Regions from separate parts of the Mus musculus genome. Here region 1 is linked to region 2. Evidence: chromatin contacts called from public Hi-C data. All regions are on one chromosome and are shown on one strand. Each heading gives the region's core, a stretch centred on a gene start, on an enhancer-like site or on the middle of the called end of the contact. The rest is flanking DNA. Distances are from core to core; before and after follow the strand shown.

Evidence for each region. A called contact is a pair of places that touch in the nucleus more often than the background predicts.
Region 1: a contact with region 2 is called in a Hi-C map of pancreatic cancer cells, with 2.7 times the contacts expected there. The contact joins two enhancer-like sites. A contact is called at or near these places in 4 of 39 promoter capture datasets (the 3T3-L1 cell line, 3T3-L1-derived adipocytes, hippocampal neurons and 1 more), 1 of 15 datasets of contacts at CTCF or cohesin (pro-B cells), 53 of 484 Hi-C or Micro-C datasets (the 63-12 cell line, the AML12 cell line, B cells and 38 more) and 6 of 115 datasets of contacts at active chromatin or transcription factors (bone marrow-derived macrophages, a colorectal cancer cell line, double positive thymocytes and 3 more).

What each region holds. Positions count from the first base shown.
Region 1 is chr16:76,353,545-76,357,517 of GRCm38.p6, reverse strand. The region is part of intron 1 of Nrip1 (nuclear receptor interacting protein 1); the gene reads left to right. Among named protein-coding and RNA genes, the nearest start is that of Nrip1, 18 kb to the left of the region's middle. Within about 2 kb of position 2,502, at least 53 of the 459 cell types and tissues checked have an H3K27ac peak or open chromatin away from gene starts, as enhancers often do. A contact at or near this core is called in DN3 thymocytes and Th17 cells, where this site is marked.
Region 2 is chr16:76,200,699-76,205,111 of GRCm38.p6, reverse strand. All of the region lies in intron 2 of Gm30507 (a long non-coding RNA gene), which reads left to right. Among named protein-coding and RNA genes, the nearest start is that of Gm30507, 47 kb to the left of the region's middle. Within about 2 kb of position 2,726, at least 58 of the 459 cell types and tissues checked have an H3K27ac peak or open chromatin away from gene starts, as enhancers often do. A contact at or near this core is called in DN3 thymocytes and Th17 cells, where this site is marked.

The DNA of each region.
Region 1 (3,973 bases), core at 1,253-3,752, 150 kb before region 2:
CAGAGGCATGGTGGCATTGTGTCCTAGGCTGTTCCAGAGGGAAAGTCTTTCAGATAAATAGATCATTATGATGTTGAAGCATTGTGATCTACAGAAAAGGAAAAGGAAAATGTCAGAGCCCCATGCGGGCACGGTGGGTGGAGTTTGCTCCAGTCGTCTAAGCGTGTGATGCAGAATTGGCGTGTGCACCTTCTCGCTGCAGAGGCCGGCCAGAACTTCCGTGTAACTGGGTTATAGGCCCAGCCCCCTTTCTTCAACCCATGCTTCTCCACACGGAACGCAGAGACGAATGCACATTTAATATTCCATTTCTAAGTATGATCCAACACCCGGAGATCACTTTCCCTCATCTTCTTTTTCATTTTGTGTGATGTTTTTCTTTCCAGAAAGCTATGCTATACTGTTAAGATAATTGGTTTCCAGTTATACCAATATTTAACAATAAACGGTGGTCAAGTTGTGATTATAAACCTTGGCATCTATGTCTTGTAAATGTCCGAGGAGTGGGAAAATCCTGACATTTTGTGGCTGTTTTAGAACTTAGGATAATATCACAATCAATGTGCTAGGAGCTTAAACCACTGTCAGTGAGGTGGGCTTTGAAGAAGTGTCGAGAGAAACAATGTGGCCTTTTTATTAGAAAACAAAAATGCCACTGGAAGTGTTAGTGCAAATAAAAAGATGTAGCAAAGTCCACTGGAAGCAGTGCTGGGAGTTTGAACTCAGCCTCACACCCGTTCTGGTTAAAAAAGAGAGAGAGAGAGAAATTCCTCTTGTAAAGCTAAAAATTGACCTTGAATTGTATTTCAAAACGAAGCTCATCCAAAGCAAATTAATTTATATATACAAATAAAGCCTTCTAATTTATTACTTTAAAAGGACACAGTGGGGGTAGGGAGGAGGCTCAGTCAGCAAGGCGCTTGCCGTGTAAGCATGAGAACAAGGAGTCAGATGCTTAGAACCTGCAGTCTTTTAACACTTGGGCTGTGGACGCAGGGCCCAGCTAGACCAGCACGATGGGCTGGTGCGCTCCACCTTCAGGCAGAGCCTCTGTCTCAGAACATGCGATGGACACCCAGCCTCAGCTTCTGACCTCCACAGGCGTGAGCATCCAGAAAAAGAGAAGGTGACGTATGTGATCTGATGCTATTGGAGCGAGTTAGACATACAGCGTGGTAGGTGTGCACTCAACCCATCCCAGTTCTTCCTAGAGGATCCTAGGTTGCAGTGGGCTGGGCCCCATGCCATCAGAGGTGTTAGCGCAATGGAAAGCTGTAGGGAAGTCCATAGGAAGCCGTGCTGGGAGTTTGAGTTCAGCATCATACTCCTTCTGATCAAAAACTATGTGCGAGAATTTCCTCTTATAGAGCTAAACATGTTTTCACTTCTCTACAGAGAGAAGGTGACGAAGCACGGCTTTTGTAGTGTCGTTTCTCTTCCCCTAAGTCATTTTTATATTGCAAAAGGTTGGTTTAGGTGGCATAGTGTCAAAGGGTTTGCTTAGTAAATTAAATATAGGAGACTTGACTGAGAGAAGCATTTTGGGACAGTTTCCTGGGATAGTACATTAAACCCCAAACAAACAAACATTTGATGCTTTATGTTGGTGCTAATATATCTAATGTATATATTAGCTATATAATATATATTATATCTATAGATAATAAAAGAATCTAATATATCTATATATACCTATCTATCTATCTATCTATCTATCTATCTATCTATCTATCTATTCGTATTTTACAGCCCATCTGTGTAGTTTACTTTCCTTTCTTTAGGTGAATTAAAGTGTTGTGGTATCTAATTTATTTTAGACTTGCATTTTATTATGGTAGAGGAACTGTTTTATAGGGTTGTTGTTTCAGTGTATCTTGATACGTTTTGGCGTTTGAAGAGTACTCCTTGTGCCCTGTCATTTATGGTAGTGGATTTCTTTCAACCTATGGTATTTCCTTTCTTTTATTAATGCAGTATGACTGGACCCGAGACATTGGAAGTGCGGTCTTCTAGTCAGTTAGTGGAACATATGCTTGTTCCACTTATTAAAAATGAAACAGAAACTCATGGCTTTTTCTTTTTAATCTGGAGATGGAAAGATCTTGTGCATGTTATGTAAGCACTCCACCACCGAGCTACCACCTTACCCTCATAGATCTTTTTTTTTTAAGGAGGAAAGAAAATCTTAATTAAAATACAACTACATCAATTCCCCCTCCCTTTTCCAGCCCCCACCCCATTCAAATTCATGGCCTGCTTTTCTCTAGTAGTTATCTTTAAATAGGTAAATAAATGCAAAAGATACATAAAAAACAACCTGCCCAGTCGAATCCCTTTGCTATACTGGTGAGAAGACTATTTCTCCATTCTCTCCTGCTTAGCTTCTTAGTTGTAGTTATCTGTAGTTGTGTGTCTATGGGTGGGGACCAGTAAGATCCTCTAGTCCCCTCCCCCATGCTTGCATGTTGATTGGTGGTGTCATTGCCCAGACCTTGTTTATGCAGCCATATTGTTGAGGATTCGTGGGTGATGCCTCCCAGTCATTTTTGCCAGATACAATCTCGTAGAGGACTTCCTGTTCTCTGGCTTTTATTATCTTTGTGCTCCCTTCCTCCATAAGTTTCCTTGACCCTTATGTAAGGTTGTTGTGTTATATATGGGTCAACTAGGGAAACAATTATAAACAAAGGGTGCTGTATACATTACAGAGTTAGAATTTTAATATACATAACATCCTTTATTTATAACTGTATATACGTACACATATATTAGTTTCTAGAAATCGTTGTGTGATGGTAGAAAATACTAGCTCTATCATGTGTTTTGGGTTTTTTTTAATGCTGCTAAAGGATATGGAATGCCTCTTTACCCCAGTTTTAGGCAGATATGAGAGCCAAGAGTATGTGATGGACTTATTCAAACATATTCTTATTGTTCTGTATGTGATTGTAAAGTGGGCCTGAGTGTGCGTGCACAGATGTGCCGGCATGCATGGGTGCGTGCACCTGTTGATTGCATCACTCCTTTGATGTCTCCTAACTCGGGGTGAAGGGGGTGCTTCCTGTCCTTGTCAGTGGATCTTTTCTCCTAGGTACACGTCCTGCTTTTCTGTGTTCTGTGACCTTGCAGTCATGACTTCAGCCCAGAATAGTTTCAAAGTCATGTAAATGAATGCAATTAAGGTATTGCTTATCAACGTCCATAGTTCAGACGGAACCTTACTGGATGCAGAGGCTTGTTTGTCTCATGAGGAAGGTCAGAATAAGGTTAAATTGTATTACATAAAATGATACAGGGATGTTTTTATTAAGCTGATTGAAAAAAAAATGTCATAATTGAAAAAATCCTAATGTTTTTCCCCTCTAATTATCTGAATGTCTTCTTCATTTTTTTTTCCTTTTTGTTAGTTTTTTGTTTGCTTGATTATTCTCTGGAATAAACAACACTTTCAAGGAGATGTCTTTTGTCTACTTGTAAAGCCTTGGATTGGGACATCTTACTCAGTTACAATTCTAGGTGTAATGACGAGCACAGCTAAGCTGACAACTTGGCTGCTGATGGGAGGTGGCTCTGGGCTTGCTAATGTATGTCCTTAGAAGACTTGTGCAGTGTTGGTTACCAGGCAGGTGACACGGGACATTTAAACTGTAGGAAAGACAGTCCCACTACACGGGTAGGCCTATCGTCTGTGGGATAGACAGAGCTCCAAAGTAGACCCTGGAGGCTGTATGGAGAAAGGGCTGAAAGTGTGACTGTGTGGATATAAAGCAATTAAGAGAAAAATAAGTACCATTCACTCTCCTTTTGTGATTTTTTTCCAAAGTAGGTTGTACTCATCGATTCAGGATTTAAGGCTCCTGTTTACTTAACAGCTCTTTACTGAGAGTCAGCTAGATGCTCTTGCAACAGACATGACAGATACTTGGGGCCCGTAAAAGAAAAATGAGTGACTCCCAGTCACAATGAGAACAAC
Region 2 (4,413 bases), core at 1,477-3,976:
TTCCTTCCTTCCTCCCCCGTCCCCCTCCTCCTCCTCCCCTCCTCCCCCTCCTCCTCCTGCTTTTCCTCCTCTTCTTCTTTGTCTTGGTTTTTCAAGATAGGGTTTCTCAGTTAGTCCTGACTTTTCCTGGAATTCTCTCTATAGACCAAGCTGGCCTCATATTCAGAGATTTGCGTTCCTCTACCAAGTGCTGAGATTAAAGGTGTGTGACACCACAGCTTGACTCCAATGTCTTCTCTAATTCTTCAGTATCTTAAGGTTTTCATCGTAGGAATCTTTTGTCTCATTGAATAGCTTTATTCCAACATATTTTATTTTTCAATGCTAAATATTACTTTTTTTACTGGAGTAGGATTTAAATACATGAAATAATTTTGAGAGGTATCACATGTATATAGCGTCCTATACTAAGGCATTACATACATCTATTCATTTAGAACTTCAATTCCATTCTTTCAAAAAAAAATCCCCACCGTGTTCTAATTTTATATGGGTATTGTTTCTTAAACTTATTTTTGGTTCCATAAATGTTCAATGTTTCTATTATACATTACAGGTAGAATATTTTACTTTCAGCCAAAATGAAATGGATCCCATACTGGGGCTTACTGAGAAGCAACTGTGGCTTGTAGAAACCATCAGATATGTCACCACTCATGAAGAATAGAGGAAGAGGAAGGGAAAAGCATGGTGACTGCCTCAGCATTTTTAAGATCTCTTGTTCATCTTTATGTCAAGGGTCCACACGCATATATGTCTTTCTTCAAAAAATACTGGAAAACTAGAGGACATGGGAAGACTTACTGTAGAACTATTTTTGCTTTACTTTTGGGGAAATAAATGGAAGGATGTATATTAACTCAGAGTGGATATGCCCTTTGTGTATGATTGAGCTTGCTCTGCTATATAGTCATATAGTTCATTGGTTGATGTAGGCAAACTATGGTTATGAACTTGACAAGCCCTAACATATACATGGTCATAGAGTGTGAGGTTTTTTCGGTGTCTCAAGGAACCTCAGCATATTAGGAACTGGGAAGAATCTTGTTGAGACTGTAGTATGGTTGTTTGAAAAAAATACAGTGCAGGGCTTAGTGGTCTTAAGGTATGCAGTAGACTTCCATGGTGAACTACTCTAAGCCAGGCTTCTGAAAACTATAGTGCTCTATTGTCTCGAGGTTCTTTGGAGTTGTTGGAAGCTACAGGCCACCTCTACAATCTGTAGGGTAACTCTTTGTTGCCTTTCCTGATTCTCTTATGGTTCTCCAGAAATTTTTGGTTGCCTTGGTTTGGGAGTGCACAACAATCTGTCTGTACTGTCACATTGTGTCTCTAACATCAGAGACACATTTATGGATAAGAGTACCAGAAATATTGGCGGAAGGGTCAGCCTACTCTAGTATGACCTCATCCTATTACAAATTACATCTGCAATGACTCTACTTCCAAGTAAGGTCATATTTCTGGGGCCCCAGGAGTTGGATTTTAATGCAAATTTTTAAGGAAAGTAGCAATATCATTCAAAAATATTAAATATGTGATGTCCAAGCACTCACTGTGTTTTACATTGAAGAAATGATTAGTGGCTTTGGAGAGCACTGAGATCAAACTCAAAGCAAAGTTCACAGCAGTGGCTTAGTGAGTGTCAAGTGGATAAGGGTCCCTGTGAACAAGAGAAGTGCATAATCCGAAGTCAACAGAACGCTGAGGATTTGAGAGTCTTTGAGAATCCTAGCTGCTCATCAGTGTACAGTGAAGGAGTCTTAAGGCAGCAAGTACATTTTCTTAGTGAAGTAATATAGAATGAAATGCTCTAGTTCACTAAAGTTTATATTTATATGGTTACTAACATAATCATGTGTTTGGTTATGTGCTTCCTGTCAACACAAACTCTTAGACTATTACAGTCAGTTCAAAAACACTTATACTGACGTAAGCTTATTGGGTTATATGAGAGTACATGTATACTCACATGTTTTTCCATACTTTATAGTATTCCCCAAGAGTCAAAACATTGCTCAGTTATAAAACGTAGCCAATTTGTCATAACACAGTGGTCTAGAAAGAGAAGGGCATTCACAGTTTATAATCTGAAAAGACTGCTTTTCCCTCAGAGTCTAGAGAAATCACTGGTTCATTTTTCTATGAGGAAGTCAAAGTTTGTTCAACATTTGGAGTTTCTGACTCTCTGTTTCTCATGCACAGGACCCTGGGTTCAGTTCCCAGAACTAAAGAAACAAAATTGAATCCCCTTTGTTCAAACTTGGCAAGACAAAGTAATTAGCAGTGCTTCCAGGTTGTTTTGTTTCCTAGTGTATCGTATATTTAAATATACTTTATGTGTTGTGGATGTTTTTCAGTGAAAATGGAATGTTTTTATAGGCAATTAGTATTTTCAATTAACTAATTGATATTAAAACTGTGTATAGAAGGTTGTTTGCTTCAGGATAGTATTGGGTTTCAATAATAACTTTTGATTCAGGAAAATTCTATACAAATGTGTTCCTATTTCCTTTTCCTAATCTCTCTTGAGAAAGCAAACACGAGTGAATATGTACTTAGCATTTGTTGGTGGGACGGAAGGACTGCTTGGCTCAACTTTGAACCTGGAGCATTTTTCTTTCTAAATCAATGAGTCTTTCCTGCTGAAAGCTCTACTGGTAGAGAGAGAAGCATTAGAGCCCAGAAGCAGGGGAAACCATCCTTGACAGGTTCAATGTTGCCCCCCTCAGGAGTGTCTATGCAATGGAACGTTGCGATCACCGCCCAAGGGTTTGAAGTGCTGAGGTGCAGTCAAACCTTTGAACTTAGGTTGAAAGAGCAAGTGAACATAAACAACACAGAAATCACTCTTCTCCATCTGAACTGGAGGCCGAAGAAAATGCTCTCTATTTGTGTGTGCAGAGCCAGCCTTGCCCTGAGGGGAAAGATGATTCTTTTGATAGCCTGGGAAGTAGCATTTTCTGTAAGAGAAGTTCTTAGGTTATAGGAACTTTCTGGTGACTCACACTAGCTGGCTTCTTCGGTTGAGCTGGGCAGCCCATAATCTCTTCGGGTTCAGCTTTAGGAAATTGCCCCCTAATGGGCTTTAGGTGACAGGCAGTGTCTGGACGTAGGAAGGGGAATTATTGTAGTTGACCCAGAATGGACATGGGACTTTGGAACCTCCTGGATAACATAGTTGCTTACCTTCTTGTTATCAGCCTGAAAAACTTAATCAAGTGACACACTTTTAGTCCCCTGACTGTCTCATGACCAACGGGAAGATCTTAGGCAAAGCTCAATCCAGGAAGATTGTCATAAAGTTTTCGACTGGACTCTGCCTCAGGAAAAGTTTAGCGTGTCCTGGCTTGCGTTCATAATGCTGACTCTGAGAGCTTAAGGTTTTGCCTTTTTTTTTTTTTTTTTTTGTGCCCTTTGTGGTGTTAGGAAGCAATCACAGGAATGCACACATGGTAGGAGATGTTCCGTCATGCAGGTGTATCCCTAGCCTGAAGGAGTAATGTGTTCTGGAATACAGTAAGTAACGTTCTTAAGCTCACGTACAGAACACCATGTAGCAGATTCATTCCTGTTTTTACAAAGGCTGTGGAATGGAGGAACCATAGACTTGCTAAAGGTTAGTGATGTCAGGAATGAGGAAAGACTTGTTCACGTGGAAGAGAATCTCATCCAAAGCTATGGCAATACTAAAACATTACTGTGGCAGCTCTCTCTTGCACGTCCACGCTTGCCCAAGTTTGCTAGGCAGAAGACCCTGGAGTCCATTTCAGAGGAACGTTTTGTGTTCACAGTGACATGGCTGTCACTCTTACAAAGCATCTGCTTTCTGTGCCATTAATCACACTTCTTTTACAAATATAATTAAATAGAAGTGATGACAAATTGGAGTAATGCTTTTATCTTAATAGTAGGCTTTAAGTATTTGGCTGATGCTATGATGTCTTTGTTAGACACGAGAAAGAGGATTATAATATACAAAGTCATGAAATATTTGTTCTATGCAAAGAAAGGAATCCTCAATCATTTTTATTTACATTCCTGTACAACCTGGGTCAGTCTGCCCCAGGAAATTCTCTTTTCTAGAGAAGTCTGCACACTGACCTCGTAGAGTAAACTTAGAGCATGGAACAAAGTCAGCCAAGGCTTTTGTTTGTTATGCATAATTATTGCCAGTTTCCTAGACTAAGACAGGGAATCATTAGTCTAAATAATTTTGGACAAAACTGATTTATTACTTAATTTAAATTTTTTTCATGTTCTTTAGATAGTAAAAAAAAAAAAAAAACAACAACATTTCTCTTCACTTTAGGATAAAAATAACAAACCAATCCATTAGTTACATAATTTTAGATTCTACTTCACCAGAAACATGTATTTTTTTTTTTAAACAATTGATTTTATTTTATTTTT